Linked DNA regions of Mus musculus: all the other regions are linked to region 5. The links are chromatin contacts, called in public HiChIP or PLAC-seq, Micro-C and promoter capture Hi-C maps. All regions are on one chromosome and are shown on one strand. The core of a region is the stretch at or near the end of the contact, and the rest is flanking DNA. Distances in the headings are between cores, read along the strand shown.

The links. Promoter capture Hi-C pulls out the DNA fragments that hold promoters and counts their contacts. Hi-C and Micro-C count contacts between places; a contact is called where the count stands out from the background. HiChIP or PLAC-seq counts read pairs in DNA pulled down with a chosen protein or histone mark.
Region 1: a contact with region 5 is called in an H3K27ac HiChIP or PLAC-seq map of epiblast stem cells, with 4 times the contacts expected there. The contact joins the promoter of Jmjd4 here to the promoter of Cops3 in region 5. A contact is called at or near these places in 1 of 39 promoter capture datasets (hematopoietic stem and progenitor cells) and 1 of 115 datasets of contacts at active chromatin or transcription factors (epiblast stem cells).
Region 2: a promoter capture Hi-C map of neural stem cells shows a contact between it and region 5. The contact joins the enhancer-like site here to the promoter of Cops3 in region 5. A contact is called at or near these places in 6 of 39 promoter capture datasets (the C10 cell line, cranial neural crest, embryonic stem cells and 2 more), 3 of 115 datasets of contacts at active chromatin or transcription factors (astrocytes, embryonic stem cells and large pre-B cells) and 2 of 9 other capture datasets (liver and pancreatic islet).
Region 3: a contact with region 5 is called in a promoter capture Hi-C map of liver, with 2.6 times the contacts expected there. The contact joins the enhancer-like site here to the promoter of Cops3 in region 5. A contact is called at or near these places in 8 of 39 promoter capture datasets (3T3-L1-derived adipocytes, the C10 cell line, HPC-7-derived erythroid cells and 4 more), 2 of 484 Hi-C or Micro-C datasets (cortical neurons and granulocyte-monocyte progenitors), 7 of 115 datasets of contacts at active chromatin or transcription factors (the 230-238 cell line, astrocytes, craniofacial prominence and 4 more) and 3 of 9 other capture datasets (embryonic stem cells, liver and pancreatic islet).
Region 4: a contact with region 5 is called in an H3K27ac HiChIP or PLAC-seq map of trophoblast stem cells, with 17 read pairs. The contact joins the promoter of 4930412M03Rik here to the promoter of Cops3 in region 5. A contact is called at or near these places in 5 of 39 promoter capture datasets (the HPC-7 cell line, embryonic stem cells, neural stem cells and 2 more), 2 of 484 Hi-C or Micro-C datasets (B cells and embryonic stem cells), 10 of 115 datasets of contacts at active chromatin or transcription factors (bone marrow-derived macrophages, effector CD8 T cells, embryonic stem cells and 5 more) and 4 of 9 other capture datasets (adipose tissue, embryonic stem cells, liver and 1 more).
Region 6: a contact with region 5 is called in a Micro-C map of embryonic stem cells, with 4 times the contacts expected there. The contact joins the promoter of Zkscan17 here to the promoter of Cops3 in region 5. A contact is called at or near these places in 1 of 39 promoter capture datasets (cranial neural crest), 6 of 484 Hi-C or Micro-C datasets (LSK cells, embryonic stem cells, muscle stem cells and 1 more), 9 of 115 datasets of contacts at active chromatin or transcription factors (the NIH/3T3 cell line, differentiating embryonic stem cells, embryonic forebrain and 4 more) and 1 of 9 other capture datasets (embryonic stem cells).

What each region holds. Positions count from the first base shown.
Region 1 is chr11:59,448,381-59,453,055 of GRCm38.p6, reverse strand. It overlaps Jmjd4 (jumonji domain containing 4), which reads right to left and starts at 3,011. Exons shown (of 6, transcript NM_178659.6): 1 at 2,544-3,011; 2 at 2,216-2,381. The coding sequence starts at 2,811. Snap47 (synaptosomal-associated protein, 47) reads left to right here and starts at 3,022. Exons shown (of 5, transcript NM_144521.3): 1 at 3,022-3,141.
Region 2 is chr11:60,317,840-60,322,477 of GRCm38.p6, reverse strand. The region is part of intron 1 of Tom1l2 (target of myb1-like 2 (chicken)); the gene reads left to right. Among named protein-coding and RNA genes, the nearest start is that of Tom1l2, 33 kb to the left of the region's middle. Within about 2 kb of position 1,312, at least 21 of the 459 cell types and tissues checked have an H3K27ac peak or open chromatin away from gene starts, as enhancers often do. A contact at or near this core is called in pancreatic islet, where this site is marked.
Region 3 is chr11:60,299,532-60,304,353 of GRCm38.p6, reverse strand. All of the region lies in intron 1 of Tom1l2 (target of myb1-like 2 (chicken)), which reads left to right. Among named protein-coding and RNA genes, the nearest start is that of Gm38501, 43 kb to the right of the region's middle. Within about 2 kb of position 2,408, at least 131 of the 459 cell types and tissues checked have an H3K27ac peak or open chromatin away from gene starts, as enhancers often do. A contact at or near this core is called in astrocytes, double positive thymocytes, embryonic stem cells and 2 more, where this site is marked.
Region 4 is chr11:60,113,926-60,118,718 of GRCm38.p6, reverse strand. It overlaps 4930412M03Rik (RIKEN cDNA 4930412M03 gene), which reads left to right and starts at 3,487. Exons shown (of 1, transcript NR_164317.1): 1 at 3,487-4,793. The region is part of intron 1 of Rai1 (retinoic acid induced 1); the gene reads right to left.
Region 5 is chr11:59,837,719-59,842,216 of GRCm38.p6, reverse strand. It overlaps Cops3 (COP9 signalosome subunit 3), which reads left to right and starts at 2,450. Exons shown (of 12, transcript NM_011991.1): 1 at 2,450-2,547. The coding sequence starts at 2,493.
Region 6 is chr11:59,503,950-59,508,286 of GRCm38.p6, reverse strand. Zkscan17 (zinc finger with KRAB and SCAN domains 17) reads left to right here and starts at 1,647. Exons shown (of 10, transcript NM_172941.4): 1 at 1,647-2,123; 2 at 2,325-2,459; 3 at 4,033-4,139. It overlaps 4933439C10Rik (RIKEN cDNA 4933439C10 gene), which reads right to left and starts at 2,634. Exons shown (of 5, transcript NR_015585.3): 1 at 1,401-2,634; 2 at 975-1,096; 3 at 349-456.

The sequences.
Region 1 (4,675 bases), core at 1,762-4,261, 390 kb after region 5:
TCCCCAAACATCAGGATCCTTTGCCTTTGCACATGTAGCAAACTCATTCATCTTTTAAATTCTCAGGTATGGCTTCCTCTGCGGCCTCCTGATTATGCAATGCTACGCCTTCTGCCCTTTCTGGCTTCAGGTTCTAGACAAAAGTACAGTCAAACACTATTTCAAATGGACAATTTTCTAGCATAAATATGCCAGTGTAATATTTGGTAAATACTTATACCAGCAGCATCAAAGCAAGCAAACAAAAAAGACCAAAAAGCTGGGTGTGGTGGCGCACGCTTTTAATCTCAGCACTCGGGAGGCAGAGGCAGGTGGATTTCTGAGTTCGAGGCCAGCCTGGTCTACAGAGTGAGTTCCAGGACAGCCAGGGCTATAAAGAGAAACCCTGTCTTGAAAAACCAAAAAAAAAAAAAAAAAAAAGTTTACCTAAAATTCCAAGCTACTACACACAACAGTATTAGGGCCTGTGTTAAGGTTTGCTCTGTTGCTAAAGTCTGTACCCTAAGGTCTAGACCTAGGAGTGAATTCTCAGTTACCAGCTCTTGTTGTGCAAACCTTGTTCCTTAATTTAAAACTATTGATTAAATAAAAATGGCTATGGCCAATTACTGGAGAAATTAGAGGTAGGCAGGGGTGGGAGGGTTTAGTTACCTGGTTGAGCATGAGAAAAAAGGAAAGAACGAGGAGGTGAGGAGAAGGCGCCATGAGAGATGGCCCTTGAGCACATGGCCGGGGGAAACATCACGCACTTGGGGAACACCACTGGGGGTGTAGCCAGGCCACGGTTAGAAAAGTAGAACAGGGGTTTCCCCCAGCAATTATCAAAGCTAAATAAAAAAACCACAGTCTGAGTATCATTTATTTGTACACTAGTGGGGATAAGCTTAAATTGGTTGTACTACAGGCCTGTGAGTCTGTTTCTGCCACGATGAGATCCAGGACGTGTGTCTGGTCACACTTTACCCAGCTCCTGCTCTGGGCCCACAGAAGTAGCATGGCAGGGTAGCTGGAAGCTGGTGTTTCTCTTGCATCTGGTCAGTTATGGGAACTGCAGGGGCCTGAATTCCATCCCACTCTACAGTTCAGAGCCTTATTGCGCACACAAATGATACAGGAATTCAACTGTTCATTGGTTCACTCAATGTTACACTGTGCCTTTTGCTGGGGGTCTGAGTACAATGGTCTGTACTTGTGAAAGGGACGTCAGGTAGAGGAAAACACACAGTCGCAGGGTCACCATGGAAAAGGGTAATGCTCTTCCCAAAGAGAGCATCACGTGAGCTGGGTCTTAGGGACAGCCCAAACTCCTGAGATGTAGGGAGCGCCTCGGCTTATGATGGCCTTACGTACTGACATGTCCAAGCTGAAAATACCATAAATGTCAAAACATACTAACAGTATGTGTTTATATGCTCACAACCTTAGCATTCCCAGTTCCAAAAGGAAAACACAACAGTGTGCCTAAGTGCATGACTACCGTAGCTTAGCACAGCAACAGAGCACACTGTAAAGGTGTGATCATTTTAGTAGATCCGGGGGTTTAGATGGAGGTTATGGCTTCTTGACCCTGTCCATCATTGAGAGAGAAGGGTGGGAGATGAACAGACCATATATAGCTAGCCTGGGAAGACACCATAATTCAAATTTTGAAGTAGTTTCTACTGACTGCAATGCATTCTTGCTCCAGCAAGACGTCAAAAATCTCCTAAGTAAAGCTGTCACAAGATGCTGTGTGAGAAAAGTGGAAGCTGATAAGGGAGAGTATTGAATGTGTCTTTAAAGAGTAAAGGGGTTTCCAAAGTGGGACAAGAGTGGTTGCGGAAAGGTCACTTGTCCCTTTAGAGAGCTTAGAATGGCCCAGGGGATGGCAAGAATCCCCAGAGCAATCGTAGAAGGAACAAGCGTCCTCTCAGTGGGGTTGCAGAGAGGACAGCCCCAGAGGATCTGAGATACCAGCTCAAAAATACAGAAGAGGAAGGAGACACCAGGCCGCCTGTACCCATACAAGATGTACGAAAGACTTACCTTCCCCATAATAGTCTACCTGGCTCGCTATGTTGATCTCCCCACATCTTCGCATCAGTTCTGTGATACACATTAGAACTCTGCTGTAGAGGTAGCCCCTCTGAGTGCAGTGGGCGTGCTCCACCTGGACTGGCTGCACTAGCTGCTTAGGGTAAGTGCCCAATGGCCATGCGCCGTCCTGTCTTATTACCTGCACAGATGCCAGTCCTTGAGGTAGAGGCAGCCCCGCGAAGAGGAGTAACTCCCTTGGATGTAGTCCTTCCAGTAACTGATATAGTCGCGGAAGGACATGTGCTCCTTGGGGTTTGAATTGTATTCTCGCACTCCACAGTTGGCAACCGGTACAACCGCGTCTCCTGCAGCGAGAGAGTCAGCACAGAAATGGCAGAGTCATACACGTAGTTCACCATCTTGGGGTCCGGCCACCCTCTGGCCGAATTATCCAGACTCCACTAGTCTGTCCGGCCCCGGCCGCCCTCCCATGCCGGGGTCTATACCTCCCGTCTGCGCCCTCCTACCATACTTCTGCTGCAGATACTCGAAGTCAGGCTTTCCCTCCGAGGTCACCCAGCGCCGCCTGCTGCCCCAGCCCTCGGTGAAGGCGCTAGAAAACACGCAGGGCAGGTTAGGCAGCAGGAAGCCCTTCACGAAGTCAGCATAGGAGAAGGCGTTCGGGGTCTGAATGAAGGTCACGCCGCTGGGTGTGGGGCCGCCACCGCCGCTAGGGACTGGGTCTCGGAGGTCCCGGTAGTACCGCTCGGCAAAGGTGCGTGTCTCCCGATCCATCCACCGGGAAACCTGACCCCAGAGGCCCAGTCCGGCTTCTCGCTACACCCCAAATAGGGACCGGAGGCTGAGAAACCCCCTAAAATCAGCTCGGAGTGGTAACCACAGAGAAAGAGCCCGGAACGAAAAGCCACAGGTGCGACATTCCAGCAGGAACGCGGGCCTTGGGGCTCCCAGGGTGTGCGCGTGCGCGCCTACGCGGCCCCGCCCTCTCGCGCAGGCGTACAAGCGCTCGCCGAGTGGCTGACCTGCTCCCCAGCTGCTGGCGTCTCTGTCTGGTGGTCCAGTGGAGCGTGCCATTGCGTCTTCTGCGTGCTCCTCTTGCCTCAGGTGAGCTGCTACCGCGCAGCTAGCCAGTACCGGAGCCCGCCACCGACACAGGAGATGAACATCAGTCTCAAACCTCAAAGGATGACTGGGTCCTGAGAGGATGCTGGGGCGCAGAGCGGGCGGTCAGGATCCGCGGGGGGTGGGGCGGCGGGGTGGGGGTGGGGCGGCGGGTGGGGGTGGGGCGGCGGGGTTGGGCGGCGGGGTGGGGGGTGGGGGTGATGTTCCCGAGTGTCTTGGATAGATTGTGGAGGAACCTTTTAAAGGATTGTGATGTTTCCTTAGAAATAGAACGAGGAAAAATTAAAAGGAGAAAATGAGCTTTTTTGGGGGGCGGGGGGGGGGAGATGCTGAGGTTCAGGTAGAGAGGTATGTATGCATTGGGAAGAGGGGAAGGATAGAAACGAGGCGGAGGAGGGTTGTTTGGCCAAACTCGCCTGTTGTGGCCTTTATCGTGACGCTTGTCTGGAGCTGTGTTGCGGCTAGGTCATGGTAGAGATGACAGCTCATAGAGAAATTCAAGTGACGAGAAACATCGATGCCAGGACTCGTGGTGCACGCCTATAATCCCAGTATTGGGGATGCTGAAACGGAAAGGTTCCGAGGTTCTAAGCCAAAATGAACCACAAATCATGACTTAGCTCCAAAAGAAAAAAAGCCAGGTTACAATAACAACAACAATAAAACCCCAACGCACCCAGAATTCCATTCACGTGTAATCACTAACTCTGGTATTGAGCCAGTTTTTTCCAGGTATGCATGTGTTTATACATTTTATCCCTGTTACCCCCTCCCTCTCTTCCCTCTTTTCCTGCATTGGCAGCATGTTATATTTGGAAACACCATTTTAGATTTTTTAAAATCTCCTCCTACAATTGGCCTACAATTCTTAAAATTCCTGGACAGGTTGAGTTGATAAATGCCATTTTGCATGCTAATGAGTCCAACACCATCCAACAGCCAGTAGGGTAGATTCCAGATGGAATGGCTCACTGAAAGACCTGAGTAGGATCAGAGGGTGGGGACTTTGAACCCAGCCCTCAGCTTCTAGGGCTAAAGGTTGAGTGGGTCATCAGTGGTCAGTGTCTCATCAGTCATGTCCACAGCATCCCTAGAAGACCCATTCAGAGGATCCTATGTGCTTAGGGAGGTGAGGGCTGGTTCTTCTTAGAAGTTGGTGGTTTTCTGAGTAATACGAGCTTCTAGGGGAACTCCAAACCAAGGAGGACCTCTGGAACCCTGCTTTCTAGGTGCTGGCCATCAGAGTGGTACTACAACCTGGGCTTGCATCTGCACCAATGTAGGGACATCTTGGGAGACAGAACCCCACCCTTGGGACCTAATATGATCTTGAGGCAGACATTTGTCAGAGCTGAACTGAATTAAGGACATTCTTCCTCTGGTGTTCACTGATAAGGACCCTTTTAGGGTCCCAGAATCCTGTACTGACTAGGACATGAGAGTAGAGGTAAAATATGTAGTTTGTTTTGTTTTCTGGGAAAGTATGAAACCCAGTTAGGAATTACTTCTTTGCTTG
Region 2 (4,638 bases), core at 63-2,562, 480 kb before region 5:
TCCTTGTTGAACACTGTATTTAATGTTTGGGATTATGTGGAGGTGAAGTAGTATTCATTAAGAACATTCCTAATTTCTAAGCACTTCTGCTAAAATTAGACCAGCATGGAGGGTGACATTTAGAGAGCAAAACCAGCCTGCTGCTGCCTACAATTCTAGCTTAGGGTCAATAATTCATCAGCTGCAAAGGCCAGGCTTGACCGGATTTTAGCAAAGGATTATACTTCTCTTCTGTTTTTCCCTATGGTACCAAGAGTTAAACCCAGGACCATGTCTATGCTAAGCACACACTTTACCACTGAACTACATTCTTAGTCCCAAGATTATATTTTAAATTTGTAAGGCTCAAGATAGAAAAGAAACCAGACAAAAGGATTGATTTAAAAATTACACAAATGAGCCATGCATGGTAGTACACACTTTTAATCCCAGCACTCAAGAAGCAGAGACAGTTAGACAAGTGCCAGAGCAGTCAGAGCTACACAGTGGGACCCTGTCTCATACAAACAAACAAACAAACAAACAAAAAACCAACACAAAATTACACAAGTAAAATACACTCAGTAAAAGAAGCCAGACACAAAAGGCCACACGTTGTTTGATTGCAGTTACATAAAATGTTCAGAATAGACAAGTCTATATCCAGAGAGAGCTGATTAAGTCATATAGCCTGAGAAGAGTGGGGACTGCAGTGACTACTGCTGGGACACAGGCTTCTTTCTTTCCTGGAGTTTGAGATCGGGCTGTCTCTCAGGTGTTATTGCTTTTACAGTTCTGGTAGAGTGTGCTTGAAATTCCCTAGCACTGTGGAACAAAACAGAAATATCCTGGAGTTAACAGGAGAGCTACTTATGCATGTATATAAATAAATAACTAAGTCTCTTGGACTTGTGCCCTTCACAAGGGTGAACTTTGCAGTTATAAGGATTGACTGTGGATGGTGAGCTGTGTAACGTTTCTGAACTTTGTTCCTCAGGTTTCCTTTCCTAAGTTGTTTTCATTTTTAGAATGTTGAGGTAGTGTCTTGCTACATAACCCAGGCTGGCCTAGCACTCCACGTAGCCCAGGATATCCTCAAGCGCAAGATCTTCTTGTGTTCCTCAAATTTTCAGTAATTATTGTAATGGGGGGAGGGAACCAGAGCTCTGCATTTCACTAAGATTTCTTAGCATACGGCTTTGTATGCAGAGAAATATCCTTGAAATACCAAGAGGTCACCTTTGCTCTTAACATTGCTTGACTAGAAGAGATGACTAAAATGCACAGGCCATCAGTAGGAAATGAGTATAAGTGTGTTGCTCATAATCAGGTTGGCCCCACGTAACCTGTTCCTCCTAGAGAGTCTGTCTCCTTGTCAGTGGCTGACCTGTGCTCTGCAGGGATACAGCTCTTTTTTACTGATGGAGTCCACAGATGCCTTGAAATCCATGTGAGTGTTCATTTAGAGAATTGCTGGTTCCATGTGTGACTTGTTTTCAGTCCAATGCTGGGAGATTTCCGAGCTCTATATATTTTTAATGTGCACTAAATAATTCATTAAGGTTGTTCGTGCTTACCTCACTTCCAACGTGCCTGTTTCTACCTCATTTTTAACCTCGCAGAGCCTTATAGCAATCTGTTTCCTGGCTAATGTGTAACCTCGTGGAGCCTTATAGCAATCTGTTTCCTGGCTAATGACCACATAAAGTCATCTCAGAAAGGAAAGCTGGAGACGTTCATGTTACCTTTGCCAGTTTGTGCTTTCAGTCCACCCTTTGGTATTTGCAAAGGTCAGATGAGCTATTTCTGTGTCCATGGCCCTGATTAATGGGAAATCTTGCATTCTCATTGGTCCCCAAGGATGAAGGATTGGTGTGGTGGTGGCAGGCAGCATCTGCTGGAATGTCAGAGCACAGTGTTGGGAATTGGATGAGCAGCAGGCCTATGAAGCATTAAGGAGGTGGTGCTCCTCTGATGCTAGCCCATAAGGAGGTGGTGCTCCTCTGATGCTAGCCCATGAGTTTCCCTCGTCTGCAGCCATGCAGACAGCTCCGGGAGTGGTTCTTCTCCTCCATTAAGCCTTGTTGCTAGGAATTTAATGTGGAAAGTACAATTTGCCCCTTCCCTAAGAGGACTGTAGACTGTTTGTCAGCCTCCTGATTCCCTGAGTCTTCCCAAGTGCCCTGTGAGTTGGCATGCTTGTATTTAGCTTCTTACCCTCCTTTTCAACTTAAATAAAAATTGCTGTGTTGGCATGGAGATTTCAGAGAGAGCAGGTGCTTAGTGCACTGGGGAGAATATCTCTGGATAACAGGGGACTTGCTTCCCACCCAAGAGCAGATGGTCCATGTTCATTTATCTTCTGACCTTTCTTTGCTTCTCAGACACCAAATTTCAGATCCCAGGGATCATAAATATTCTTTAAGTTTGTAGCCATAGAGATGCCGAGGGCAGCAAGCTGTGGGTGTCATTCCCCACTTGTTAGAACACTTCCCAGCACTAAATCAGACGGGTGGAACAGTACGCTTTATGGACCCCTGAAGGACACCACAGCAAGGCTGCCGTGGCCAAGGTCAAGCAGGAACCCTCTGCTCAGTGCTGCAGACTCACCTGTCCAGTTGCTTGGCAGCTTGCCAAGCAGCTGCTCCTCGACACCATGATGATGGGCACAGACCAGTTTTGCCTGCCCAGGGGGTCTCATTATTAATGTCTTCAATAGTGCTAAAGCCACCTGGTGTTAGTCACCTTGTCTGCTGCCTCTCTGCTCCTGAGCACCTGCTTTCTCGTCAGGAGACAGACCCACACGTGTGGTGTGGAGTGCTCTGCGAACAGGCACGCCTGAGCGGGACAGAGGGAGGATGCCTACACAAAGGGGTAGTCTGAGCTAGTCACCTTAAGGAGTAAGCTACTATGCCCCACTGCTCTGGGAGGTTTTTAATTTTTTTTTAATATATGTGTATGAATGTTTTGCTTGCATGTTTGTCTGTGCACAGCATGTGGGCCTCATATCCACAGAGGCCAATAGAGGGCCTCAGATCCTCTGCAAACATGTAGATGCTGGAAGCCAAACCCAGGTTCTTTCAATAGCAGCCAGTACTCTTAGCTGCTAAGCCTCCTGGGAAGATTTTTGGTTTTGTTTTTTAACCATTTTTTCTTCCCTTTCTTTCTTTCTTTCTTTCTTTCTTTCTTTCTCTCTTTACCCCCTCCATTAATTGATTTATTTATTCACTTTGCACCCTGATCGCAGCCCCCTCCTTGTAGGTGCCCTCACACAGCCCCTCCCCTATTCCCTTCTCTCCCTTCTTTACTGTCCTTGGGACTTCAAGCAAGTGCTGTCCACTTCCCCAGCCCAGAATTTCTATTTAAGAGTGACCATTCAGGGTGATATAAAAGGGATATAAAAGGTAGTCTAAGAGGAGAGAGATGAGCTAATCTGACGTCACCCCTCCTTTTGGCAGTTGATAGTGGGAGGCCTGGAGGCAGCTCAGCCTGCCTATCTGCACATTCACATTCGTGCCTTCCCCACTTCTCCTCAGCCCTGTAGTCTTCCTAGATCCCCATACCCTCCCGACTCCCAAGTCCTGTTCACTTCCCGAGGCCTCCCCTGGCTCAGCCTCCCTCTGCATCTGACTCTCCAGGCTGCTCTGCCTGGTTCTCAGTGGAGACTGCCTGGTACGCTCAACTGCTGGCTCAGCTTAGCCACACAGGATTGACCATTCAGCAAGAAGAAAGGAGGAGCACCTTGAAGTGGCTTAGGTGACTCTTACAGTGGCTCAGAGGGGACTTGGGGTTTGGGTCAGAACTCATCCAGTTTGAGACTCCTAAGAGTAAGAAGTCTTTGAATTTTTTTGTTTCTGCTTTTTATGTTCTTATTATGGAAAGTTTCAGGCATCTGCATGAGCAGGGAAGACAGGCTATGGCATGGCCGAGCATCTGATCCAGCTGGTCTCATGTGGCCCAGCCTGCTCCCCTCATCCTCCCTCCCACCTACATTATTTGGAGGCAAATTTCAGGTGTCATGTAATTTTACCCGCAGATTTTACCTGTGTTTAAAAGCATGGGCTTTTCATCTGAGGTCTTCTCTCAGAGCCCCAGGTTCTCACCTCTGGGCTTGGCTTTGAGAGCATTTCCAGAGGTGGGGGGCACTCCCTGAATGTTGGCAGCACCGTCCTGTGGGCTGGGTCCTCAGACTGAATAAGGCAGAAGGACCTGGAGGGTAAGTGACCAATCGTCACCCCACGCTTGTGCTGCCACAGGGGAGTTGTGCTTCCCACCTGACCAAATGATAAGAGTATTAAGTTGTGAGTCAAAAGGAACCTTTCTTTTCCTTGTTGCTGAGGTCAGGCATCTTGCTACATCAACAAGGCTAGTAGCTAGCACTTCCCATCCCAGGCTGGGAGTAGAGCTGGCCCAGCCTTTGGGATTCTGGCGGCCAGCTTGTTGCCTCAGTTTGCAGCAGGCTCTGCTGTGGCATAAAGAAGCATAACTGTGGAGCAGTGGATGTGCCTCAGTGTGCTTAACATTTGTAAGGCTCCGGGCTCCTTTCCAAACCAAACCAAACCTTCAGAGCAGATGAGGGCAAGTCCCGTTTTCAACCCTGACATTTAGCAGTACTACCAATACTCAGTCTTTTGGAACATGGTACCTTAGTCTGTGAAC
Region 3 (4,822 bases), core at 1,159-3,658, 460 kb before region 5:
CGCACAGTGTTCATATTAGACCTGACCGGCCATTGAGGAGTGATAGATTTTTAATTAATTAATTAAATCTTGTTTCTCTGTGTAGTCCTGGCTGTCCTGGAACTCACTCTGTAGACCTGGCTGGCCTTGAACTTTCTCCTGCTTCTGCCTTCCCAGTGTTGGGGTTAAAGATGTGTGCCACAACACCTGGCTTACAGTCATTCATATATCATGGATTAATAAATGAACAGTAAAGTACATATTAGGTTCAGGTAGATATGTATGCATTTGAGGTCAGCCTAGTCTATATAGTGAGTTCCAAGTCAGCCAAGGCTTCATAGTGACACTGTCTCGAAAACAAAACAAAATAACTATAATTCCAGGCTCATGGTCATCTTTGCTTTATTTTCATTGGAAGTAAATGATTATTAAAAAAACAGAACAAACAAACAAACAAAAAACCTTAAGTTTCCCCCCCCCTTTTTTTTTTTGACTTGTACCATCACAGAGAGAGGCAGGGAGGGTGGCCCAGGGCAGTGAGGCAGCAACACTTGCCACAGAAAGTTTTCCTGGCACGTTGAGGAGCTCCTTGCAAGAGAATACTGAGAGGGCTATTATCTCAGACAAGTGATGGAATTAGTTGGTGCAGGCCCGCATGAGCCCTTGAGTATTGTTGGCAGGGTCTGGTGGGTATTGCTGGCAGGAGGAGGTGCTCCTGTCTTTTTCTTCCCCTGCCAAGTGTGTAGTTGTGTTGCTATAGATGCCTGGATTCCCCTTTTCATCACTCTTGCAAGTCTTTGATTTGCTGGTTCCCTAGCACCACCTCAACCAATTTGGGGTGGGAGTTGTTAGAAAAATGAGCTAAATAAAGCTTATGCGTTCACAGGTCTGGTGCATTGAAGGTAGCTCAGCAGAATGACTGCCTGATGGGTAGCATATAACAGCCTTGTCTTCTAGGGCCTTGAGAAGAACAGCATGGGCTCAGATCAGAGCATCCAAGTGAGACCCACTCTCCTGCCTTCCCTGAATACAGGCATGGAGTCAGGGCAGCTCTCTGTGCTGGGGGTCTTCACAAATGCACAGAACTAAGCTTTTCCTAGAGAGCTGCTGCACATCAAGGTAACAACTTCACCTTAGGCCTGGCCACTGTCTTGCTATTCGTGAGCATCCATATTATTTTTAACATTCCTGTTAGTAGCTACCGTGGTTTGGTTTGAGTGAAGAACCTGTTGAGAAGGTGTGTAGAATTGTGTGTGAGAGCTTTTCTAGAAAAGTCTACCAGATTCTCAGACATCTTATTTAAGAAGAGTTAAACAAAGTGCTGGTCTGTATACCGGGCACTGTCTATGGGGATCCAAGGAGCTCTGGCCCTGGCCAGAGCAGCCAAAGAGTTGCAGCTCTCTGAGAGGAAGCCAGAGCAAGGCAGGCTGCAGGGCCTCTTCCACAGCTGCTGCTGTGAAGTTGATGGCAGTCAGGTGTCGTGTCAGGATGCAGTAGGCAACTAGGGGCAAAGGTTGGAGCTACGGAGGAGGAAGTGGCTGCCGTAGGCTCCAGCACTCTGCTGGTTGGGTCAGGTTAAGATCCAGATGAAAGATTCAAGAGAGAACCCTCTTCCCTGGAGTGTTACAGCTCGATCGGTAAGACAGGCACTCAGACAATCTTTGGTGAAATAACTTGTGCACCTTATTCCTTGAGGATAGGGCCTTATAAACGTGTTGGGGTGGGGTGGGATCTAGAGGCAGATGCTTTCTATTGCCTTGGTCTGAGATGTCAGGGATGCCTTATCTGCATGGGGAAGGACTGCAGGTGTTGTCCCTAAGAGACTGATTGTAACAGTCCTCTCCGTGGGGTGTCATGGTCACATGTTTCAGAACAGGAACCTGGTTGAGGGTAGATTTAATGCCTACCGTTCTCAATTATGAAAATTGCTGGAGCTCCTGAATCCACTTGACCTTACCAGATTTCCTGTCTAGTGGCACGGTCCCCTGCCCCACACTGCTGCTCTGAACAGTGGCTATCTGAATTTCTTTCTGGCATCCTAAAATATCAGCCCTCTCCTCAAGCCTGTTACTCAAAGCACCTGTAGGCAGGAGGGATGGGGCGGCATCTGGGTAGCTAAGAACAGGTGATACCCCACCGGAAGGCCCTGGACTGTCCCTGCTGTTGCCCTCAGGAGCCCCTGAAGCTCCAGTGTGATCTAACACCCTCCCTGCACAGAGCTAGGAGTGGCCATGGTCCTGGCTGCCCTCCTGCCCTTACTTCTCACCACAGTGTCGGGCTGAGGGGAGGCCTGTTCCCCAGCTGTACCTGGGGAGTTAAGTATCAGGAGCCACAGCAGTGAGACTCATTTGCTTGCGGGTCTGGACAGGAAGTCTGCCTGGCTTTGTGTTGCCCACAGTGCAGGCAGCACTTTGTGAATCAGAACTGGAGGCATTGTTCTCTGATTACCACCAAGGAATGCTTTTCCTGAATGGTTCCTGTGGGTGTGAGTAGCTCTGAAGGAAGAATTCCCTGAGACATTTCAGACAGTAGCTATTTATGTTCTACTCTTTTGGTCAGACATCACTGACTACCTGCTGTGTGCAGGTAGAACTCGCTGTCTATCAGGGAAGGCAAGTCTGTGGAAAGACATTATTTAAGCCATAGAGAGTAAGCGAGCCCATCATAGGGATCCCAGAGGGGCACAATTAATTCTGCAAGTGCACTTGTGGGGGTGGCCTCCCTCACTAATAGGAGGCCACCGAAGCTGTGTGTTAAAGGGAGGATGTGGCTTCTGCAGTCTCCTGTGAGCCTTCCCATTATGGAGGCATGCATTTTTACCTTGTTATTAGTATGCACATAATATTTTGTGCTGCTGCCTTTCTGCTTAGCATTCCACTGCTCATTTCCACTTAGCAACTAGGCCAAAGTATTTATCATTTTTAAAAGCTACATAGCATTCTTGCCTTGTTGATGTACCCTCATTGCATAGCTGTCCTCTCATTTGTTGGGAAGAGCAGTTTTTCTCAATGATGCATGCTTGCAGTTGGCGCTTCTTCTCCCCGCTTCCTTCCTTCCTTCCTCAGGCATCTATGGCCAGGCTAAAGTTATGAATGGCCTTATGCTTTCTCCTTGGCTTTTTTCTTTTTCTTATGGAAAGTTCCAAACACACAAAAAAGGGAAATGATGATTATAACGATCCCCACGTATTACTCATTGAGCCTCAATAATAATCAGTCCATGGTTATTACCACACCAAAAATAAATTAGTCGTGACTCTTCATTTTCTATGGTATTAAAAATGGAAGCAGGGTCCTCATCTCCACTAAGCTGTAGCTCCAGTCTATTGTAATTGATTCCTAAGTGGGAATACCTGGTCATCCAAATGAAAGCTGACGGTTTCCCAGTGCTGCTTTGGTCACTTTCATGAAGCCAAATTGCTTTTTGTTCCAGTGTATTCTCCAGAGAAGTTTTGCTTGACCTGTCAGTTAGTGATTGGGAATGTTTTTATCAAGAAAGGATCTGCCTGCCTACAGGGCCTGGCCTCCAAAGGAGTGGAAGGGAGGGGGAGGAGGAGGACTGGTACCGTTCTTCACTTCCATGGGAAACTCGGCTGTATCACCCTTCTCACATACGTGAACTGTCAGTGTGTGGGGGTGACACGGTGTCAGGCTCTCCCCATGAGCCCACCCTGTTAAAGCAAACATCGTCATGCTGTCATTTCCAGCACCGAGAAAGAAAAGCTACATGGCATTAACTTTCTTTTTCTACAGTAAAATCTCCTAAGCTAGGAAGATGCTCACTCCCCACTGCATTTGGTCATTCTGTTTGCATGTCTCCCTTGGCAAGCTTTGTTCTGTATTGTTCAAGGTGACCCAGTTAGAACTACTGTTTAAAGTCATGCTGGCCTCAGTAAGTTACACAACCTGTGTGGGATTCAGTCTACTAGCTCTGCATAGTGTACAAGGAAGTGCATGGAGTCTCTTAATATTTTAAGGTGGCCACATTATAATCTCTCCTATTTGTTCTGTGTTGATATTCCTGATTTTTTTTTTTCGTGATGGTGGATAGGAACAAACAGCTTCCTAAATGATTCACAACCCTGCTGTATTTGTCATCACAGACTGAATCTCAGTTTGGGCCTCTTGGATTAACCAATACTTAGCCAGCTCCTGGGTGGCCTCCTCTGGGATTAGGAATGTTAACAGGGAGGCTGGGCCAGGTGATGTGCCTTTGAGAGACTGGGAGTCTTGGGTAGGCAGCTCTCCTTAGAGAAGAGTCAATACATTCAGTAAGATTGCTCGTGCTCAGTCCAGCCTAGAGCCTATTCCTTACTGTTTCTTTCTTCTTTTTTCTTCTTCTTCTTCTTCTTCTTTTTTTTTTTTTTTTTTCCCTTCGAGGACTTTATATTCTTTCAATGCATAAAAATCAAAAAACCAGTTCAGCTTCTAGGAATATCATAAATGTAAGAAGGTACTGCTACCACCATTCAATATAACTGGTATAAATTAGTTTTTTTGGTTTTTGTTGTTGTTTTGGTTTTTTGTTTTTGTTTTTGTTTTGTTTTGTTTTTGTTTTTCGAGACAGGGTTTCTCTGGATGGCCCTGGCTGTCCTGGAACTCACTTTGTAGACCAGGCTGGCCTCGAACTCAGAAATTCGCCTGCCTTTGCCTCCCAAGTGCTGGGCTTAAAGGCATGCACCACCACGCCCAGCCCTAAATTAGTTTTTTGTTCCTTCATCTGCCTTGCTATTTCTGGTAGAAAAGTTAAATGACTGTTTTTTCACATGAAGTGCTATGTCACTACCAAATATGTATATTGTGTATCTCTCACTCCCCCAGTAGTACTAGCCAGACATTTTCCA
Region 4 (4,793 bases), core at 2,238-4,737, 280 kb before region 5:
ACCCAATGGCACAGTGGTTCTCAACTGTGGGCCAAGACCCCTTTTGCAGCCCAACAACCCTTTCACAGGATTCCCTAACCCTAATCTGTTGGAAAAACAGATATTTACATTATGATTGATAACAACAATAGCGAAATTACAGGTATGGAGATGGAAATAATTATATGGTTAGGAGGGTCACCACAACATGAGGAACTACAGTGAAAGGTCACAGCAGCATTAAGAAGTTGAGAACCACTGCAATAGTGCCATTATTTGGGAGGCTGAAGCAAAGGAATCACGAGTTTGAGGTTACCCTGGACTACATATAAAGAGCATGTTGGAAAAAGAAAAGAAAGAGTAACTATAGATAACTAAGCAAAGGGCAGTGGAGCAGCACGCACCTGCATGCCAGCACTGAGGAGCCTCGGCAGCAAGATGACCATGAATTTAAGGTCAGCTGGACCACATAGTGAGACCCTGTTTCAAAAAAATGAGGGACAGGGGACAACTGACAGGACCATGAATTCACACATCTCCTCAGATGGGTAAATTCCACCCAGGGGTGGTGCCCAGCCCACAGGAAGGAACTCAGATAAATCAATCATGTGCAGACAAAGAATCTTTGCCATCACCTGGCAGACTCATCCATGCAGGTGAAGTGAGCTGTCCTTTAATAGCCATCACATTAATAAGCTTATTAATAAAATTTACAGGACTGATGGCTGCATGCTGACAACATGCCTACTGTACCTTTTCAATAGCACACACTGATGGTGGCAGGCAGTGACGGGGGGGGGGGGGGGGGGGGGCTTGGTGCTGGTCCTGACACCCCTGTGCTGGGCAAGGGACAGTCTATGGTTTTTCCATCTGTTGAATTTAGCTGCCACTCAAAATGCAAATTCAACATTCTCTGTCTAGGAAGCTTTCCACCCTCGGTCTTAGAAGCCTTTCCAGTGTAATCCATCTAGCAACTGAGATCCTCCAAGGTCTACCTCAGAGGGCCTGGGTGGCTAAGACTGCACTGTGAAGACAAAAGAAGAAAAGAAGCTGGCTACAGGGTGAATGAGGGCAGGGTAGTTCAGAGCCAGATCTGGGAGTTGTCTGGACATAGGAAGGTTGTACCCTGTGCCAGGCCTACATGCCTCCAGTGAGAGGTTATGGAGCTAGGACAGCAGACCCTGATTCTCAGCAAGACCAGACAAAAAGAATAGTCAAGAGATGAACACAAGTCTCTAGGTCTGAGGGAAGGTTGCCTGGCTCTGGGTGAGGCTGGGTCTGATCCTTTCCAGCCTTGTATGTCTGGCCAAATAAAAGTCTTTGCTTGAGCCTAGGGCTCAACATGGGCCAAGAACCTTCTGGGTTCCTGTACAGAATGGTGGCTTCCTCAACCTCTCTTATAAGAAAGACTCCTGGGCCAGGCGTGGTAGTGCACGCCTTTAATCCCAGCACTCGGGAGGCAGAGGCAGGCAGATTTCTGAGTTCGAGACCAGCCTGGTCTACAAAGTGAGTTCCAGGACAGCCAGGGCTATACAGAGAAACCCTGTCTCGAAAAAACAAAACAAAACAAACAAAAAACAAACAAACAAAGATGCCTGGTCCAAGACACTTGTTAGAGGTTAATGGCAGGAAAAGAGACCTGCCAAGGGTCTGTGGATAGAGAGATGAGTGACATGACTACCTGGGTAGCCCAACAGGCTGCTAGCTCTCCTAAGATTAAAACTCCCCATCTCAGATTCCCACGGATGCACAGAACAGAGGATGATACCTTGTAGTGCACTATGCCGATCCGGTGTCCACACTAAGTTTGGCATCAATATGGTGACATCCTGGGAGTTGGGGACACCAGGTTTCTGGGAATTGAACTCCAGAACTTTGGAAGAGCAGTCAGTGCTCCTAATAGCGGAGCCATCTCTCCAGCCTTTCTCTGCCTCTTACTGTGGGGTGGAGTTTAGGCAGAATGCTAACATACCTTGTATGGCATTATATGAGAAAGGCAGAGTATATACTTCAGGTACCTACAAGAGTGGTAGCATACACAGTAAGGATAACCCTATGACAGGCAATGCCTTTAGAGACTAGAATATGGGTAAATTTCTTCCTTTTAACTCATATTTTTCAAAAGTTCTATAATAAGCCTGTTCTCCTTTTATAGCAAGAAAAAAAAGCTATTAAAGTCATCAAATACTTTACAAGTCCAAACATACAGCATGACTCTTTCATTCTTTGCATTTGTTGTGCTCATCCCATATTGTTTTTCAGGAATTTAGGACACACACACATACAGTGTGAATGAGTGAGTGTGTGTGTAGAGGAAAACTTGCCAGAGTCAGTTTTCTTCAAAGTCAGGTCACGAGGCTTTGTAGCAGGCCCTTTACCTGCTAAGCCATCTCACTGGTCCTATATCGTTTTTTGAGATGAGGGTTTTGGTATGTTGCACAAGCTAATCCTAAACTCCTGCTGCACTCAACCTCAAAAGGAGCTGAGATGTCAGGCATGGGTGGGTCTGGTTCTACTTTTGAACTTCTCTACAGTCAGCATATTCAGATTATCAGACTAGAAAATACTTAGAATTGGGAAGTTTTGTTTTGTTTTGAAACACAAGAACTCCTCATTATACAACCCAGGCTGGTCTCAATCTTGCTAGCCTATCAACCTCAGCTTCCTGAAGCGCTAGAGATACAAGTGTGCACCACTACTCTTGGCCTACATATCAAGATACATCCTTCTGCTTCCATAAAAACCTACTCTCGTCCTCCTGTGTGTGCCCTGGGTGAGGCTGAAGAAAGGCAGAGTCCAGCAGCTTAAGAGGCAATCTTCTTGCCAAGACCCTAAGACCAGTATTAAATTTAGCTGCCTGCTCCATACAAGCAGAAGGGGGCAGAAGCCAACTGAATTGGAGCCTCTTACTGGACTAGAGGAAAGAAAGCAGATCAGGAGGGTGAAGTTAGGGATTCAAGGCATGAAAAGCATGCGGAGAGAGGGCAGCATTACATGGGTCAAACTTGGCAACAAAGTTTAGTTACAGGTTTCCCAGGGCAGGCGATGGAGCCCGGGCTCAGAAAGTAAGAATGTACCTCCTGGCCAGGCAACCAAACGTCTGCCAGCTACAAGAGGCCAAGTGCTGGGCTCTGTCGAGGACAAGCGAGTACCTCTGGGCACAACTCTGCCAGTGTAAGAGAGTGTCGGGGCGCTCCCCGCGCCTCGTCCGTGAAGGACCGCGCAAAGAAGCACCAAGGCTGTGGCACCCGGGGGAGGGGAGAGCTAGACAGCAGAGAGCCCTGAGAGTACCTTCCCAGGTCTGGAAGCCACGCCTCCGGCTTTGCAATCCCGGAAAGGGGCCCGGCTCTACCAGGGGCGGGGCCTTGGCTGCCGGTCCCAGCAGCGCGGAGCATGACGGGCCAGGAGCTGCCATGGCGACTCAGTGCCCGCCCCGCCCCGCCCCGCCCCGCCCCTTGCACCTCCCGTGTGGAACGCTGCTTAGGGGGGCGCCGCGGGCTGGCGGGCAGGAAGCGCGGGCGTCTGCCCTCCCGCCGCCCGTTTCGAGGTCGTGGAGAGGAGAGGAAATGGCCCCGGAGCAACCACGCAGCTGCCTGATCGTCTGGCCCGACCGCGCCTCAGTAGATTTGGGTCCTGGTCTGAGCAGCCGGGCTGGTGCGGGTGTCCTCACTAGGATAATGAATACAGCTCCACTACCTATACTACCCAAGACGACCCCTCACACGCTCTGCGAGGAAACCGGTCTTCGGACCTGTGCCCCCAACCTGGTGGCCTGCACCAGTGATAGGGCAATTTGACTCCTAGTCGTGGGGGCTTGTGATACTATCTCTACCTACAGACACCCACTGCCTGTCACTGCACAGTAAACCTTCCTGCTCCACAGGGCTGCCTCCCCACTGGAATTCCCACCGTGTTCCTGGTTCTGGAAAGTCTGTTTTCCCGGGTGGCCATGATACCCTCCCTACTACTCCACTTCTTCCTTGCAGTCACAAGCAGCAGAGTGGAATGGGAGCTCGACACTGACTAGGCCTTTAACAGTCCTAAGGTATGTTAGTCCTAAGGTATGTTAGTCCCAGGGAGTCCGTTAGATCTGTACAGAAGTCAAGTGGCAGGGCCCAAGCGTTGCCTGTCTACAAGGAATGGGCCTCGTCATCCAGCTCTGGCTACCCACAACCCAACTACAGCTCGACCTCCCATACCTCCTCCCTCTCTCGCCTACCACAGGCCTGGCTTCCCTTCTGAGCCGCCAATCTGAAGCCACACAAAGGCCTGTTTGTTTGCTTTCACTCCGACTCCCCCCCCTGGATCCTATGTCTTTTCTCTGCTACCTGCCGGCAGGGCTTCCTCTCCCAGCCGCCAGCGGGCTGAAGAGGAGGGGCCGAAGGGAAAGAGGGGCAGCCATTGCAGAAAGCCCTGCCTCATGATCACCCCGTGGTTCCTCGAATCCACCTCCCTAGTACCAGGAGCTCTCAGTTTGATGGCTTGACAAATGACGATGACACTGGTGTCCCTTCAAGGTGTCTCCGAATAAAGGGAGCTAGCTGGGTGGGCAATACCTGGGTAGAGAAAGAGGAGCAGATAGACTCAGCTAGTCTCCCCCTATCCATGTGAACAAGATTTGTTTGTAAGAAAGGCTGCCTTGGCTTTCTAAGCAACCTGGAGTCTGCCAGGAGATATGGAGATGAAGGGGGCCAGGAGGCCTCGATGGAGCAGGCAGAAGGATGTTGTTTCCCAGCTCCCCCTCGGTTGGTGGGTGCCCTCAGTGTCCACTTTGGCTAGGCACCCCAGAGAACATCTTGTGTCTCAGAAGCCCT
Region 5 (4,498 bases), core at 1,201-3,700:
GATGCTGTATGTCACCTAAAGAGGTGGCAGTTGTATGCTTTGGAGGGCATCAAGGGAAGAAACTAAAGAAGACTGAGAAGTGAAGCTTGCACCTTCAAGGGAGCAGTAGAACCTAGAGCTGTGCCTTATGCACTGATTTAGGCCAGTGGCAGAATGGGAGCCTAGCTACTCACATCCTTAACACTCAGTATCAGACTGAAAGTGGAATCTGTCTCCCACATGGATGGTGGGGATTTGAAAATGGCTAATTCCTGAGGCCATAGTCTCAGGTCTTGTCAGTTACACCAGAAGACCCACCTTATCTGGGAAGCTCATAAAGGCCTATTAAGCTGACTTTTGTACATCCTTTGACTCTCCAGCACAGCCCAGGTGGTATACAATGTGAAATGTGTATCCAAAATAACCTGAGTTGGGGACCTAATGTCTCTTCAAGGGTACAGAGTGTTGGAGAAACCCCATTTGAAAACACAGTTGTGGACTTCACTAAGTGTCCCCCGGTTGGGGACCAGTTGTTGCCAGTTGCTTGGGTATCAGGTCTCGCCCTGCTAGTCACATAGGGTTCTCCCCTTGTCCTTTATGGACTCCTGCCTCCCCTTATCAGAGCATACAGGGGTTGGGCAACATTACCCTGAGACAACAAATGCAGGCTCTTGGCTCATCCCTGACTACTCTATACCATCCAAGCAGGGAGTGGTTGCCCACCCGCTTGACCACAGATGAAGATGCTATATGAGCAAAAGAATGGGATGTCCAACCCCTAAAGTCCCTTTGACCATAGTAATGCCCGGTCAACTTATAGAGAACCATATGTGGGTCTATATTGGGAACAAGATAGAGGTTTACTGGTGAGTACGTGTGCAAAGAGTTCTTGTTATGACTAGATATGCCACTAGTACTGGTGTTTCTGCCCCCTTTGGAGCTGTGGTTCATTGACCACTTGGAAGGATGAAGATAAAGCAGTATTCCTCCAGAGGGTAGTGCCATCTCCAACTGTAAACCAGGAACCTATAATCTGGTTAAATATCCTTGTTGGTGACCGTTTCCTGTCACCAACCCACCAATTCCTCAGCTCCAAAACCTACGAATCCCTGAGCACAAACTCTCACCAGTCTTTGAGTTTGGCTTGAAATCTCACTAATCCTCACCGTGGAAATCTTTACCCTGGAAAACTCCTTCCCCATGAAACTCTGTATAAGCCTGTCTCCTCACCAATTCCCTGCTGCTTCTCCCAGGAGAGGCAGCACCCTCTGTTATCTCTCCCAATCTCTTGAGTGACGTTTGATGTGCCATGTGACTTTGTGGCATTCCTTGGCTCCAGACTGCCAGGATAACTTTCCCTTCAGCTGTCACACTTACACACAAGCAACCTCTCCCCTCAGAGCTGTAATACTTCCATTGGAGAAGTCTTTCCGGAGCTGTAACACATTCATTGGCATTGCCCCCTCGGAACTGCAACACTTGTATTAGGGAAAACTTGCCCCTTAGAGCGGTAACACTAACACCCTGGATCCCGGTTGCTTTCAAGAGTCTCCCTCTAAAGCCTCATTGCCTGAGGCCTTTCATTCATCTTATGAAGTGATACAAAGTAACCTTTTTCTCATCTTTGCTACAGCACTAGAAATCCTAGGAAAGAAATTAGTTCCGAGCCAAGCAGGAACCTAAAGTGTGCTGTGCTATCTATCAGAACCCCTTAGCCTTAGATTACCGAGCTTGCTTCAGAGGGAAAGTTTAACCTGAGTTTAACTGTTACAGATAGATGATGGTCATATAAGAAACCAAAGATGGAATGAGAAAAATCACTGCTTCAGTCTAGACCTGGGGAGCCTGGAAATCCGAGGAATTGCTTGGTGTTTAATTTTCAGCTTTAGAATTCAAAACCTTCCTAATGTTACACTTTGACTTGGGAAACTGTCCAGCACTAAGCTGTTAGTTCTCAGGCATTGTGTATGTTCAGAAATGAGCACAACCTCAGATACAGAAGGGTTTCTGGTCGTTAGATAAAAGCCACCATTCCTAGGAACTTATAAAACGAGTTCCCCATCCTTCAAAAGGAGTCATTTTCCCTTGCCTTTGGAAGAAAGTATGGCTCTCTAGTGACATGTTCCGGAAGTGGCAATGGAGCCGTGTCGGAAGTATGTGGCTAGGTTTAAAATAATGTTCAGTCATTCTAAGCAAAACTGGGCCCAGAAATTTTGTGCTTAAGTGTTATTCTTTCCTTTCTTCGTTATTTCCATTTAACATGAGACGAGATTTCCCAAGTGCACTACAATGAAAGGCGAGGGAGGGGACCTGACTTCCGGCGACTAGCGGAACTGTTTCCATGGAGACAGGAGGGGGTGCCTCAGCCAGGTAAGATCTCGCGGCGCTTGGCCGGCGGAAGTGACACAACCTGCCTCCAGGCTTTAGTGGGTCGCCGGGCCCCTCCTCCTAGAGCAGTCGCTTTTTCCCGCGCGAGCTTACCTCTGTTGCTCGGGCCACCAGCGGGGGGAAACATGGCGTCTGCTCTGGAGCAGTTCGTGAACAGTGTCCGACAGCTCTCAGCTCAAGGTGAGGCCTGGGCCGCAGAGCTGGCCCGGTATGCCCTGGCACCGGTGCGGATTTGGGACCGCCCTTCGCTCTCTAGCCTCTCCCCCTGGACCTGCTCAAGCCTTGGTGCTTAGGGTAGGAGCGCACGGCCGAGGGGAGCAGTCCTCGTGCTGTCGTGCGCCGTCGTCCTTGCCGTCGCCTTCCCCTGCCTCGGGCCCCGGAGACTTTCCTTCCCCTCCCCCTCCAGCACCCCCCCTCCGGGCCCCAGCCACGGGGCGCCGCTTGACAGTTTGGGGGCGTGACTTCCGGTAGGGGCATTCCGGAGCACCCATTGGTCCCTTGGCCATCACTGCTTTTTGGTGATTGGTCTAGCGTCCTGTCCGTCCTGCCGGTCTGCCCCCCCGCCCCCACCAGGCCCTTCTAGCGGCTGGAGGGGAGTCTTTTCTAGGCTCCTTGGCTAGAAGGCGTGAGTCTTGGCTGGCCAGCGGCGCACGCTCGGAATCCTCCGCCCCTATTTTGGTCGAACCGAGCTCCAAGGGAGCTTTCAGTAGTCGGACTACATCTCTAGGGCGTACAGTTGTTACTTTATTTCCCCCCCTTAATTTGCATACCGTCTGGTCCATTCATCTCGTCACTTGAACACACCCATAATCTTGAGCCAGAAGAATGTGACCTCTCTTTAATAGAGTTAAGGGAATGGAGTGGAGAAAGCATGTTAGAAATGCTTTTGACATGTGGAAATTCCGTGAGGTTAGGCTCGTTTCTTCATCTGTAGAAAAAGAGAGGTATGAGGTGTGTCCGGGTAGTTGTCCACCTAACTCTTGTAAGGTTTAAATGATGACACCATGCAAAATAAATGGTAATTCTCGTTTTCCTTGTCAGTGATAGACTTAAGCTCACAGGCCAGATAGACACCTGTGAGTGATTTTTTTTTTTCTTTAAATAAGTCATTCATCCATACGATACAGGTAGGACTAGTTAAGTAAGGAGTGAGCATAGGCGTGCACTCCTTTAGTCCCCTAACTCTGGAGGCTGAGTTAGGTGGATCTCTTGAGTTCAAGGCCAGCCAGCATTACACAATGAGAACCTTGTCTCTAAATAAGTTAATTAAGTGGAGCTGGAGAACAGCTCTCAGCATGTACTACTCTTTCAGAGGACCAGAGTTCAGTTCCTGGCATTGTTAGTGGACACCCAACCCCTTGTAACACCAGCTTCAAGGGACCCAAAACCTAACATCCTCTTCTGTCTCTTCACGCACCTTCACTTACATGCACATAACCACATACAGACACAGAAAATTAAAATTAGACAATTACAGCACAGCCGTACAAATGGATTCCTATGCAGCTGTGGGAAGAAAAGTGCATATACTTTTTGCAAACTGAAAAGGAATCTGAGGTCATCATTAAATAGCAGAAAGATGCTTAATAGTGTACACAACACAGTGCCATCTATGTGAATAAATAGACTGCATGGCGCATGGGTGAGTATTCCTATTCATGTGGACTGTCTTTAGATCCTTAAGGTGTTCACTGGTAACACTGGGTTGCTTCTGAGAAAAGAATGAGGCTAGCTGGAGTATAGACTCTGGATGGGAGAGGGTTCTCTTTAGTTTTGTAGATTGTCTGTAAACATGCACTTGGTTTTTGTTTGCTTTGGAGGTAGGGTCTCACTGTGTAATCCTGCTGGCCTGGAATTTACAGAGACCCACCTGTCTTTTCTCCTAGCCACACTATAATGCCATTAAGTGGAACTTTTTTTTTTTTTTTTTTTTTTTTTAAAGATTTATTTATTTATTATATGTAAGTACACTGTAGCTGTCTTCAGACACTCCAGAAGAGGGCGTCAGATCTTGTTAGGGATGGTTGTGAGCCACCATGTGGTTGCTGGGAATTGAACTCAGGACCTTCAGAAGAACAGTCGGGTGCTCTTACCCGCTGAGCCATCTCACCAGCCCCTTTTTTTTTTTTTT
Region 6 (4,337 bases), core at 398-2,897, 330 kb after region 5:
CTTTCTGTGGCTGCCCCAGGGCCCCATCACCTCAACTCCTTCATTTCAAAGACCACCTTTGCCAGGATGCCTGACACACCTGACTCCTCAATACAGCATGGTAACAACTCTCAGGCTCTGCTCAGAACTCAGTCCTGAGGTTGCTGTTCTGATTCAGTTTCCCCGTGGCTCCACTGACCAGAGCTCTGCTCACTATTCGCCCTTCCGATGGTCAGTGGGGTGCACAGATGCGCCCAGGATCTGGATGGGAGTGGCAAACTGCAGCTGTCTTGCAGACTCTCAGTACATATTCCCTGAATAGCCTCACAATGAAGCAGACAGCATCAGTCTCCTGTATGAGGGAGGTACCTGAAGCACAGAGAGGTCACGCAGGCCTTAGATCACCTGACTGCGCCTTGATGGGTGTGATTTAACACAGGTGCTCCGATTCCAGTCTATTAGTCCCTATTCCAGGTTCTATGCAGAAGAAACACAGAAAGAAGGCATATTAGGAGTCATTGGCGGCTTCTGAACAGCGAGAGGGGACCTAAATCCTGAGAGTTGTGAGCTCAGGGGGAGAAACTAAAGGGAAAGTGTTTGTGGGGGGAGAAAAATCCCATGTATCAGCCACCTCCTGGCGCTGCATTTTACCTGCGTGAGGGCTCCAATAAGTGCGCCTCTGAGGAATCCAAGTATTGAGCAGCCACCAGGCAGGAGCCTAAACAGCAGCCCTTCGGGATACACAACTGGACTAATCACTAGGCTTGACTCCCCAACGGGGTCTTTGGTCATTCCAGGCTGTGCTTCCTGGCTGGTGTTTTTGAAAAGGGATTGGCATGGATTTGTAAGTCTAGGTGGCTCCTATTGCTCTCTGTGAGCCTTAAGTCCCAGCCTTGGGTGACCCTTGCTTGCTCAGCGTTCTTCTGCACTTGGGGAACAATCATCCACTTGACTCACCTCCTAATGTCCCAAAACCTCGACCCTTAACTCCATACCTACTAGTCGGAAGAGATTGTCCCAGTCCCAATTATTAGAAGGAAACGGAAGCACGAAGTCTGCCGGTGGTGGGGTGTCTCTATCAAACCACCTTCTTTAAGGGTGACTTCCTACCATGTACCTTCGAAAGAGAACCAGAAAGGGGAAAAAAAATCAGCACAGTAGCTCACTTCTAGGCAGATTTTTCTTTGCTTCCTCCCTTTGACAGTCCGGCTCCATTGTCCAGCCCGAGGGAACTGAGGGAGGATTTGGACTCTACTCAACACAGGGTAGATGAGGCAGGAATAGGTTCCAATGCCCTAGTTCTTGGTCACCTCTCACTCTCCGTGACTTAAGTCACTCTGTCCTGTGTTTATGCATTAAGCCAGCGACAAGCTCCCCAACTCATACTCTCAGGATTGGCAACCTTCTCTCTCCGTACTCACCAGGACTATCCTGGTGCTCAGAGGGACCCAGAGTGCTACAGTCTTCCTTAAACAGAGAAATCGTAGATCATCTCCATGCCACGAAGCCGCGGGCCGCTGCTTCGGCGAGCACCGTGGATCGCTGGGTCTGCATTTCTCCAGTCCTACCGATTTGGGTGGCTCTGGCAGCGTTGGCTTTGAAATGGAATTGCGGCTGGAAGGGATTGGGGCACAACAGCACACACGGGATGCAAATGGTCACTGGGAGATCCCCTTACACCTCATCCCTCCTCCTCCCAATTCTGGCATTTCGCCAGCGCCGCCAGACCAGCCCTTCCCTGCGCCCACACAAGAGGAGCAGAGAAGAGCAAAGCCCCAAGCCGGCCTCCCTGGCTGGTGGCCGCGCGAACTGGCCCCCAGCGCCCGGGTCCCGCCGGGGCGCGCGCGCGCATCCCGAGCCCGCTAGGAAGGCCCACAAAGCTAAAGCCCGGGCCCCGGGCCCAGGCCGGGAGAGCACGGAGCGGGGCGGGGCGGGGCGGTCCAGGCGGGCCGGGGGTGTCGGATGTCACCCCCCCGCGTACACCTCGGCCAGGAGGCGGGGAAGCGAACCACTGAGATGAGGAGACCTCCTCGGTCCTAGAGCGGTGCAGGAAGTGTCCCAGGGGAGGGAGCCGGAGGGCTCCGGCCTTTCCTTTCCGCGGCGGCCCGGCCTACGCGGCCCGCCAACCGGGACGCTGCGCAGCGGTGAGTATACTGTGGCCCGGCTTCCCATGCCCCGCTGTCTGAACCCGGAACCCGCTCCCCACTTCCCGCGCTCTGATCCCCAGCCCGCGCCTGGGTCCTGCTCCCTGTTCTCCTCTTCCCGCGTCCGGGCCCAGATCCCTGCTCCCAGAGCCGCGTCCTCATAGGTGCCCTCGGGGATGAAGCAATACAATTCTCTTCCAGGCGTCTCCCTTCGCTCCCAAGCCCAGCTGATGCATTCTAGAGGATCCCGAGACAGGGTTGGCCTGGCCAGGGACCGAGTCTGGCCCATGCATTGGAGCCGCCTCTGCCAAAACACCAGAGAGACCGAGCTGGAAGGTGAGGATCTGCTCGCCTGCTGTCCCGGGCTTCGAAGGAAAGAGCCAGCAAATCTGAAAGAGTGGAAGCGACAGAAACCCCATAGTTCTCCTGGCCTAAAACACCCTCCTCTTCCTCCTCCTCCTGCTCTTCATTCCTTCCCTGGGATCCTGCGCCTTCAATAACTGCTTTGGGCAAGCCCCGCCCCTGCGGGAGCCCTCCCCTCCCTAACGGTAGTTCATTCATAAAGCTTCCGCTCCCGAGGCTCCTGCGCGCCAGGTGCCAGAGTGACAAAGAGGCACACGCTTGTCTGGCCTAGGGCTCTTTGAGAGCAGTCCCCCAGCAGAACCGGGTGCTGAGGGTGGGACCCTGGACACACTATCCTAAGTGTAGACCTGAGCCATTCAGGGCCCAGCAGGTGGGAGACAGTGGGCGGAGGAAGCAGGAGAGAGCGGGCGGGGCCCGGATTGGGTTCTTAATACGGGAGTAAGACGTGAGAGTAGTCGAGGTTCACAGCCTGTTGCTTTCAGAAGCTCGCGTCGGGTGTCTGCCTTTACTTCGGCAATCAGAGGAATACAGAAAAGTTGAGGTTCCAGGTTGTTATTCGGTTGCTTGGTGGCTTTCTGGTATCGCTTGTCTTCCAGCAAAGTGGTGCTGCCCCGCTGGGAGTCTCTTCCAGGTGAGGGTGTAAAGGGCCAGGCAGTGAGCGGCCCTGCCTGGGCTTTTCCGGAATCCCGAGAGCCCAACTCGGTGACTCCGTTTACCTTTTCTCCGAGTGTTCCAAAGTGTGGGTCAAGTGGAGAGACCGTGATATACTGTGCCCCTGGTGTGTTTGCTGGATTGTGTATGTGATAGTCGGGCTGAAAGCCTGGCGGTGACTGCCTCCTCTCTCATGACCAGGAAGGGCCACAATGTCACTATGTGTACCACTGCCTTAAGGAGAATCTGGAGAAAACAAGGGATAGGCTCAGACGGAACACTAGTAGCTTTTTTTTTTTTAGCCACATTTTTAGGTACTAAAATATAATTACATAACTACCCCCTTCCCTTCCCTCCAGCCCCTTTTACTCACACACACACACACACACACACTTATGCACGCACCTGCACACTTAACTATATAACAAGAACTTAAAAATTTTTTTTGAGATTTAAATTTTTAATAACATGTATACCTGTGTAGATATCTTTGTGTGAGTCTATGCCCTTGGGTGCGGTGCCCATGGAGGCTCGAAGAGGGTGTGGGAAACACTTACAGGACTTTGTGGACAGAGGGAAAAGTAGTGTGTACTCTCAACCAACCACTCAGCTGCTTCTGCAGCCCCTGTGTTGGACCAGGTGCGTGTAAGGCTTGTCATAAAGCACTGTATGGGGAAGAGGCACAGTCTTAGCTGCAACTCTGACACTGAGCTGTACCCCCAGGCCTAGCATTGGTGGTTTTAAATACAAGTCTTACTTTAACGCTCTGAGTTCCTTCTGTACCTGGGAGTTTTTGTCCTTGCCAGCACAGAGTGAAAGTTTCTGTCCCTGGCAGAGTGACATTGTTCCACGGTGGTCTTGCATAACTTCCCTTGCATATTTTTTTTTCCTCCAGTTCAATTTGTGAAGACCTCAAGAACAGAGACGGTGACTTCGACTCCAAAGCTTCAAGATTGTGGCCTGCTGGGGCTATTATCCTCCAGGAGGACCTGTCCATCAAAGGTATCACAAACCTTGGTTACACATAGATGCCTGTGGCCTCCTTGTTCTCCTGGGGTACTGGGAATGCCAGTGTCCTGTTGAATCGCCACCACTTTTCTCCCAAATGCCCTGCCTTCTTTACTGCCACATGTTAGGGGACTCCTCATGGAGTGATGGCTTGTGGGAAGGGTCATCTTTCTTTCGGTTCCCATGTGTAAG